Regions from separate parts of the Triticum aestivum genome. Here region 2 is linked to region 1. A link is a contact called in public Hi-C data. All regions are on one chromosome and are shown on one strand. The core of a region is the stretch at or near the end of the contact, and the rest is flanking DNA. Distances in the headings are between cores, read along the strand shown. Region 1 holds the start of LOC123166542 (RNA-binding KH domain-containing protein RCF3-like). Region 2 holds the start of LOC123164941 (flavone O-methyltransferase 1-like).

What was found. Hi-C and Micro-C count contacts between places; a contact is called where the count stands out from the background.
Region 2: a contact with region 1 is called in a Hi-C map of leaf, with 4 times the contacts expected there. The contact joins the promoter of LOC123164941 here to the promoter of LOC123166542 in region 1. A contact is called at or near these places in 3 of 5 Hi-C or Micro-C datasets (all in leaf).

What each region holds. Positions count from the first base shown.
Region 1 is chr7D:438,972,495-438,977,187 of IWGSC CS RefSeq v2.1, forward strand. LOC123166542 (RNA-binding KH domain-containing protein RCF3-like) reads right to left here and starts at 3,369. Exons shown (of 8, transcript NM_001426797.1): 1 at 2,426-3,369; 2 at 344-796. The coding sequence starts at 3,175.
Region 2 is chr7D:439,188,055-439,193,465 of IWGSC CS RefSeq v2.1, forward strand. It overlaps LOC123164941 (flavone O-methyltransferase 1-like), which reads left to right and starts at 3,989. Exons shown (of 2, transcript XM_044582561.1): 1 at 3,989-4,491; 2 at 5,035-5,411. The coding sequence starts at 4,082.

The sequences.
Region 1 (4,693 bases), core at 2,119-4,618:
CTGATATGATGCAAACTCACTCTTTTAAAGTAAAAAAACTTATGTCCTAACTTAAACCTAACCTAAATTCTTATGTCAGGCTGACCCTGACCAGTGCACTGGCCGTTATAGCCCTGGCCAGAATGATCCAAGTGAACTATCGGCTGATATGTTCGAAAATGCTACTTTCAAGTTTCACCTTTCCACGGCGACATTATCTTGGTATCTTTTAGGTACTGACACAACCAAACCACATGTGGTGTCTAGTAGCATGGGTAGTATACGAAAACACCCTCATTAACTACTGAAATTTCAGAACAATACGTAGGGTGATAAATTAGAGGGAAATAAGTAGTGCATTTACCTCTCTCGATGTAACGATTAGAGTCCTTTCGTCAGATCCAGCAATAAGATCAGTAAGCCTAACATCAACACCAACTTCAGCCTGTAACATATCTATTATTCCATCTCGTGATCCAACCAAACTGCTAGCCTTGTCATTCGGGCAAAGGATTCGAAATATGATTTCATCGAATGGAATCTCTGGATGTTCATTGAACTTGCTACCATTTGAATCAAACTCATATCCTGGTGGCTCCATGCTACCATTATTTCTAATTTGATCAAATCGGGGATAAGGTTCTTCAAATGCAGGCATCTGCTGACCACCACCCAGGTATTCATCAGCCTGAGAAATACGATGTTCGGGTGAATTTCGTCCACGAAGAAAGGGACCACGATCACGGTGTAAGCTTTCCTTTAAACGGTCAGAGATGATCGCTACAGCCTTTTTAACACAATTTCCTTCTCCAACAACCTGTAACAACATATCATGAGAATAATACACATGGCAATGACAGCTTACGGTGAAAACAAAGATCGGGAACCAAAAAAGTAATTCAACCTGCCATGCATCTAAAATTACAATCATAATCTCAATATGATGTTTTCCTCGCGAGAAAATACAAAGGTTGCGCCTCAATGCATTGATAGATTGATAAGAGTTGAACTGTACAAGCCTAAAACTAGGCCAAACACATGGCTACTCAAGACAAGACCACAACCAACGGTAGCAAGACAGGCATTACAACCGACGCCACGAAACAACCCTGGCCTAGATGCCATCTACACAAGTGCACGGGACACAGCCCCCGCCACAGGGAGAAAGGATCCTACTCTACGAAGAAGGGCAGAATTGGGCCGCTTCTGCTTTGGAGAAGACAATAAGTCAGTGGCATTAAGAAACATATGATGTCCATATAGTTCTCCACCAAGCAACCAGCAGACTAGAGTCACTTATTTAAATTTGACGTGTGAGGATTCAAACCTATTTCAAGGAAGATAAATCTTCAGCCAGTGACTACCTGGAACAGTTAGTGGGTGGATGTGTCATGTTTAAGCCAGCATTAGAAGTTTAATAACCACAAAAGGATCCAGAATGAATACATAGCTACCAGCCGACAACAATTCTTGAGCAGGACACGTCTTGGGAATGGGTGGTCAGTCAATGGAATTGTGAGAGCTATAAACAAAAAGGTCAAAGGTCACTATGAAAACCTAATTTCGAGGTACATAGCAGATGACACATTCACCCACTAACTTATGAGAGCAGTTGAAAACTCATTTGTTTGATTAGTGTTTGGTATTGTGCTTCTTATATTGCTTGCTCAAGAGGAATATTCAGGCTTGTTTAGGAAATGAACGAATTCACTTTTCCCCTGTACTAAGCCAGTGTTTATCTCCATACCACTGCAATGTCACTGTACATAGAAGCAAACCAACTTGAGATATCTTAACTAACTCGGGAGAAGGAATAAACACGCAGGAAGGTGGATGAGAATGGCTCGTAGCAGAATAACATGATTGCACACAATTTTCTCCTTGTTTTATCTCCCCACATGATGGTTTTCTCCTGAGTGATACAATACGGCAATGCCCATGGAGAAAGACATTCACAACTTATCTACAATCTGAATAGCACTCGACCAACTATGAAACTGAATCTTGATTTTTTTTTTAAAATTTTTGCAGGGTCAGAATCTTGATTGATATCTCTTCAGCCTCAAGTCCTTGAAAACATGGATGCAGAAATTTGTGCACTGGCTTACTTCCCACGCCTCCTCACATAGAACCAATACTTTTCAATGGAAGGGCAACCATGGCACTACGAGCCACATAAAAATGTCATCATGGAAACCAAATCTCAAGGTACACAGCATGAGGCATTACCCACTAACTTAAGTAGTTGAACATTCATATGTTTGATTTGTCTTCGGTCCAAGTCTTCTCCAACACTTAACATAATTGTTAACCCACATTTGTTTCATTTTTTTAGTTCAGCTAATAGTTTCAAACAATGCTATATCCAATCAAAACACCAACTGTCAATGCTCTCTTATCAGAAGAAGAATTGAAATATTTTACAACATTGTAGCAGGCACCATACCTGCACAACCTCCTCCGACAACGATACACATCGAGGCATGTTCTGCTCGCGAGGCAGGATCCTGATGTGCGTCTTGGTCTCGGACCTCATCTGCTCGATGATCTTGCCACCCTTGCCAAGCAGGCACCCCACATGCTGCCGTGGCACGATGAGCCGGGTGGTCACCTTACCCCGGTCCCGGGCGTCCTTGCCCCTGGGCCCGTACTCGCCGTCCTCATCCCCGTCGTCAGGCTGCGTCTCCAGGATCCGCCGGTGCACCATGAGGAGCGCCTCCTGCGCCGGCGAGAACATCGGCGGGCGGCCATCCGCCTCGCGTGGGACGCCGTCAGCCGTCTCAATGACGCGGACAGGGTCCCCGGGGAAGGGCGGGTGGATAGTGATGATCGCGCCGCTGTCATCCTGGGCGTTGTTAATGAAGCTGGCGGGGAAGCCGTAGGTCTTGGACTCGGGGCACAGGATGCGGAAGGAGGTGGTCTGGCCGGGACCCCCGCCCCCCGCCGCCGCGGAGGAAGCGGGCGGCGGCGGGGGAGGGAGAGGGGGCGGTGCGGCGTCAGGGGGGAGGAAGCCGCCGCGGCGGTCGGGAGCGCCGCCGCCGCCGCCGCCGCCGCCTCCGGGGGGGCCGCGGCGGTGGTAGTTGGAGTTAGTGTTCGGGCCGCCGCCCCCGCCGCGGCGGTCGAAGCGGGGCTTGGAGCGGGGCGGCGGCGAGTCCTGGTCGTAGTGGTACCCGCGCTTCGAGCGGGAGCGATCCATTGCTGGGATTCCGGAGCTTCGCGTTCGTTTTTCTGTTCTCGTTCGATTTGATTTGAATCCCGTTGGATCGACGCGATGCGATGCGATTCGGATTTAGGGTTTAGAGAGGTTGGGGAACGGGAGGGGGGTTGGCTGACAGGGAACGCGCCATGGGAGGCAGTCAGGCAGAGGATGGGAGCGGTGCGCGGTCGGATCCAGACATCCGGATTCCCCACGCAAGCTCACTATACTATATAAATTTAGTGCTATTTTTATTTTATTTAAAAAACTTTAATCTATTCAACAATCAACTTAGTATAGCATATAGTAGATCACTAAATGAAAAGTTTTACAGGATGTGGACCGTGGCTTACATTTTCAATATTGATGGTAGTTTGTGTTATTACGACTAACTACCTAAATTGTCATGTGTTGCTATGGAGTAAAAAAAATATAAATCATCCAAATGTGTGTTATATGTTATTTATGATGACATGTGTTTCCAATTTGTATGGCAATAACATTGATTCTCTCCTACTTCTTTAATGCTTGAAAATCATCATGTCTCCTTACTCATATTCTTTCCCTGCGAAAAGACAAAGCAATATCTTTCGCTTGCCCCCTCTTAACCCTCAGACTGTCATTGCCTTTACCCCTTGCTCTGGCACTATCGTCGCTTCAAAGTCTATCATCTTGCGAGAGATTATAGTGTGTGTGTCTCTGATTAATAAATGAGATGCTTCTAACTAATCACGAGAGGTAATGGCATATTGAATAAGAGCAAATCGATGCAAAAAGGTTGACAATGTTGGCTAGTGATTGGTTAACAATTTTCTTCCTGACCTGAAAAGAATGTCAAGATTGCCAAATATTGGTAATACAAAATGTTGGCATCAAATCAATTAAGCTCCCAGTGACAATGCATGTCTCTTCAACGGCGACAAAGACAACACTTTTATGCTCGTAAGAAATGTAAAGAAAACAAGGAATATATCTGAGAAAATCAAACAGAAGCAAGTCATGGTTAACTAAAAAAACCCTTTCCTTAAACTTCTATGTGTTATTATGCTATTCACACAAGCTGACTCGCAGTGTATAAATCTAACTGCAGCACATGGTTAATATGACTCACAATCACGACCACTTACTTAGTCCAAGTCCCTTCACAAGACATCTCACACGCTAATTCACCTTGCGAGCAATTGTCCTCAACTTGGCTCTAGCTAATCGGGGCGAACCTCGAGCATTCCCCTTGGCTCCTTAGGTTGGCACACAATTAAATCGCAAATTGCGTTGTTATCTACACCAAAATCACTTAAGGAGGAAGGTGCCTTTTCAACAGGGGCCACAAGGGCCTAACTGCGGGATCACGCTCTAGAGTCCTATGGTGGTGAACCCGGGGGCTGCGACACCGACGATGATCTTTGGAGAGGAAGTGGAAAGACGGCTCCGAGCGCATCCCCTTCAATGTCCTATCTTATTCATCGTCGTCGTTGCGCCCTTCCCGCCGGTCACGCGACGGGATGCCAGGATCTGGAG
Region 2 (5,411 bases), core at 2,739-5,238, 220 kb after region 1:
GTTGGGATTCGATGAATTATGGGTTTATGATCATATTATTCATTGAAAGTAATTGAGTCTTTTCTTAACTTTATTATCCATGATTAAGATAGCTTTGTATTTCTCTCTGATCTATCCGTTTGGTTTGGCCAACTAGATTGATTTATCTTCACTGGGAGAGGTGCTTTGTAGTGGGTTCAATCTTGAAGTGCCTCACCTCGTGATAGAAGGGGTAGCGAGGCACATATTGTATTGTTGCTACTAAGAATAAAATGATGTGGTTTATTCATATTGATTGAGTTTACTTTGTCTACATCATGTCATCTTGCTTAAAGCGTTGCTCTGTTTGTCATGAACTTAATACCATAGATGCATGCTGGATAGCGATCGATTGGTGTAGTAATAGTAGTAAATGCAGGCAGGAGTCAGTCTACTTGTTACAGACGTGATGCCTATATGTGTGATCATTGCTATGAATAGCGTCATAACTATGCGTTTTTCTATCAATTGCCCAACAGTAGTTTGTGTACCCGCTGTATGCTAAGTGTTCGAGAGAGAAGCCTCTAGTTAAAACTATGGCCCTCAGGTCTACTTTTACATATTATAAAAACCAAAAATACCTTACTGCAATTTATTTACCTTTTTTGTTTTGCAATTTATTTATCTTTCTACCACTATCAGAATTAATCCTTGCAAGTAACGAGTTCAAGGGGATTGACAATCCTCTTACTCGTGTTGGGTGCAAGTATTTGGTTTTATGTGTGTAGGTACTAAAGACGGGAATTTGTGTGGTTCTTCTATTGGTTTGATAACCTTGGTTCTCACTGAGGGAAATACTTATCTCTACTGTACTGTGATACGTCTCCAACGTATCTATACTTTTTGATTGTTCCATGCTATTACATTATCAATCTTGGATATTTATATGAATTTTTGTGCTATTTTATATCATTTTTTGGGACTAACCTATTAACCCAGTACCTAGTGCCAGTTGCTGTTTTCTACTTGTTTTTGGTTTTTCAGAAAATCTGTACCAAACGGAGTCCAAACGCTACGAAATTTTTTGACGATTTTTTTTCTAGACAAGAGATACCCTAGAAGCTTCGGGAGGAGACTAGACGGCAAATGAGGAGATGACAAGGCAACAGGGCACGCCCTGGGGGCGCCCTGTTACCTTGTGGGCCCCTCATGGCTCCGTCTGACCTAATTTTGCTTTATAAATTCTAAAATATTGGGAAACCACCCGAGAGCCACCCGAAACACTTTTTCCGCCGTCGCAAGTTTCTGTTCTTCCGTGATCCCATCTGGAGGTCTTTTTCGGTACTCTGCCGGAGGGGGAATCGATGGCTTCTACATCATTCTTGCTGCCTTCCGATGATGCGTGAGTAGTTCACCACAGACCTATGGGTCCATAACTAGTAGCTAGATGGCTTCTTCTCTCTCTTTGATCTTCAATACAATGTTCTCCTCGATGTTCTTGGAGTTCTATCCGATGTGATCTTCTTTTGCGGTGTGTTTATTGGGATCCGATGAATTATGGGTTTATGAGCTGAATATTTATAATAAGTAATGAAGTCTTTTCTGAACTTTATTTGCATGATTTTTACGGATTTGTATTTCTCTCGGATCTATCCGTTTGGTTTGGCCAACTAGATTGATTTATCTTCAGTGGGAGAGGTGCTTTGTAATGGGTTCAATCTTGCGGTGCTCTATACCCCAGTGATGGTAGGGGACAAGAAACGTATTTGTATTATTGTCATTAAGGGTAAAATGACGAGGTTTATTCATATTGATTGGGTTTACTTTGTCTACATCATACTATCTTGCTTAAGGCGTTACTCTGTTTTTCATGAACTCAATACCATAGATCCATGCTGGATAGCGGTCGATTGGTGGAGTAATAGTAGTATATGCAAGCAGGAGTCGGTCTACTTGTCTTGGATGTGATGCCTATATACATGATCATTGCCTTGAATATCGTTATAACTATGCACTTTCTATCAATTGCACAACAATAATTTGTTCACCCACCGCGCTATGTGCTCGAGAGAGAAGCCTCTAGTAAAAACTATGGCTCCCGGGTCTACTTTTATCATATATAAAAATCCAAAAATACCTTGCTGCAATTTTATTTCCTTTATTTTGTTTTGCAATTTACTTTTCTATCTATCACTATCAGAATTAATCCTTGGAAGTAACGCGTTCAAGGCGATTGACAACCCTCTTGCCCGCGTTGGGTGCAAGTATTTGATTTCGTGTGTGTAAGTGTTGTTCATGAGCCTTTGTGTGATTCTCCTACTGGATTGATACTTTGGTTTTCATTGAGAGAAATACTTATATCTACTATGCTACATCTCCTCTCCTCTTCTCCAAAAATTCCAATGCAGCCACAAGTAGCATACTGAATCTCACCTCCTCTTCGAGGAAAATCCCAACGCAGTTTACAAGTAGCACGCCCTACTCCGACGTGGCCATCCACAACCATGAATGGAAGTCCCTCAACCATCGATGGTACACCATCCAAGAGGCTGTGTCCAAGTATTGCGGGCACTTGAAGCATCTCATCGCACGGTGGCCTAGCGGTGCACAAATCACCGAGCAAGTAAGTTGATCACTACCCGGATATGCTTTAATTTTCTTGATCACTAGTCGGGCATGTATTGTTTTGTTGCTGGCTAGACGGATATGCATTGTCGGCATTGTTTCACTTTGTAGCCTACTCATGCTTGTGTGCTGTACAAGAAGTTGGAGAAGAAGTTCTTCATTGTCATGCATTGTTGGTTGAAATTGAATGGGCAACCGAAGTGGAACCTTTTCATTGTCAAGACCGCTGCCCAAGCCAACGAGGAAGAAACCGCTGACCCTACCGACCCAACCCAAGAACTGCCGAAGAAGGTTAGAACAAATTTATGGGGGAAGAAGTGGGAGGAGGAGAGGGCGAAGCGAGAAGGTGCGGTGGCCAAGCTGACGGAGAGGTTCAAGGACATCTTGGCGAAGAAGGTGGAGGCATGGGTGAGGCGCTCGAACATCAAGAAGGAGAAGAAGGCGGAGAGGTTCAAACTGTTGATGGAGGCGACAGACAAGAAGCTCAAGCTCGAAGAGAGGAGGACCATAATCAAGGAGAGGAAGGACGCGCTCGAGGAAAAGAGGGTGAAGATCGCCGCTAATGCGGAGGACGCCAAGATGCTAACCTTGAATGTCGACTCTTTGGATGCCGATGCAAGAATGATCGTGCAATCCGTCCGCTACCAGATGTTACATCGACAGAAAGATGAGTTTGCGGCGGCGGACTATGAGGACGCGGTGGAGGCGGAGGCGGCCTACGCGACGGCGCACCTCCATGATCGGGGAGCAGCTGGCTGGGATTGTTGATCCGGCAGGGCAGAAATGCATGGACTACCAGACTGATATTCTTTTGGATTTGGCCATGTAAAAACTAAACATATTTACCTCTTTTGGGTTCTGATCGTGCATGCGATCCGACGTTGGTGTGATCCGGCGCGCTGTGTGGATCAGAGTACATTGGAATTTGAATTTACTGACGGACATATATAGGATATACTTGGATGGCGGCCTCCCGCATTCATGTCCGCGGACGGATGTGGAAATTTGTGTGTTACCGTTAGAGATACCCTAAGGTCTAATGCATTTTTCGAGATTGCTTTTAACCACGGGTTAGAGCAACAATATGTGGCATACATGTTACATATAGCATTACCGTTAAATTCGTATACGAAAAGAGTTTATAATGATCTAATTGTTATATCATACCTCTCATGTATTTTTAATCTCATCAATGATCAAAGACAACCTTGAAAAACAATTAGACCCTATGTATTAGGATGGAGGGAGTGTAACTTTCTGGTGTGCCATATTTCTCCCTTCCTTTTCCTGAAGACAAAGAAGAAAACCATTTGGTGTGGTGCGGTGGTTGGTGAGGCCAGAAAGCCAATTGGTGTAGTGGTTGGTAAAGGCAGACAGCCCCATATAACCCTTTTCCCATCCTCCCTCCAAAGCATTCCTCATCGCTCAGTCGCCCGCTCACACCAAAAACAACCACCAGCAGTAGCTCGGCTCCGGAGAGGCAGAGTCAGAGGCAAACATGGGCTCCACCGCAGCCGACATGGCCGCCTCCGCCGACGAGGAGGCGTGCATGTATGCTCTCCAGCTCGTCTCGTCGTCGATCCTCCCGATGACGCTCAAGAACGCCATCGAGCTGGGTCTCCTGGAGACCCTGGTGGCCGCCGGCGGCAAGCTGCTGACGCCCGCCGAGGTGGCAGCCAAGCTCCCGTCCACGGCGAATCCCGCCGCGGCGGACATGGTGGACCGCATGCTCCGGCTGCTGGCCTCGTACAACGTGGTGTCGTGCACGATGGAGGAGGGCAAGGACGGCCGGCTGTCCCGGCGGTACGGCGCCGCGCCCGTGTGCAAGTTCCTCACCCCCAACGAAGACGGCGTCTCCATGGCGGCGCTCGCGCTCATGAACCAGGACAAGGTCCTCATGGAGAGCTGGTGAGCTAGATCGATCACTCCAGCATCCCCTGTTTCTTCCATACTTTGCCCATTTGCTGCGGCCGGCTATCATGCGGGAGTGCCCAGCCGGCAGCATAACTCTCTCTTTAACATCTCTCTCTCATAAAAAAAACTCTCTCTTTAACAAATTGAGCTCCAGCAGCATGTAATAAATAGTAGTTGTAGTAGTACTAAAGTTAGCACGAGCTAGAGAACCCCGAAGAGTTCATCTAGAAACCGAAAGATTACGTATCAGATACGGCAGTCAGCTTCAGAAGCAGACAAGCAGAACCGAACCGCATGGTGGTGACTTTTCTTGCCTGAGATTTCTCGCAGTAATAATAGTCAACAACCAAAGGACGAATTTTGGGTTCGCAGCCCATTAACTAGAGGACTTTTCTTGTTTAAAAAAGATGACTTTTCATGTTAAAAACAAAACTAGAGGACTTTTAAGCCGGTGATACAGCAACCCTTTTGTCTCTGTTTCAAAAGATGTGGGAACGAGTTGTTGGAATAAAATGTGTATGTGAATGCTATTTCCAGGTACTACCTGAAGGACGCGGTCCTTGACGGCGGCATCCCGTTCAACAAGGCGTACGGGATGTCGGCGTTCGAGTACCACGGCACGGACCCGCGCTTCAACCGCGTCTTCAACGAGGGGATGAAGAACCACTCCATCATCATCACCAAGAAGCTCCTCGAGGTCTACAAGGGCTTCGAGGGCCTCGGCACCATCGTCGACGTGGGCGGCGGCGTGGGCGCCACCGTGGGCGCCATCGTCGCCGCCTACCCGGCCATCAAGGGCATCAACTTCGACCTCCCCCACGTCATCTCCGAGGCGCCACCGTTCCCGGGCGTCACCCACGTCGGCGGCGACATGTTCCAGAAGGTGCCCTCGGGCGACGCCATCCTCATGAAGT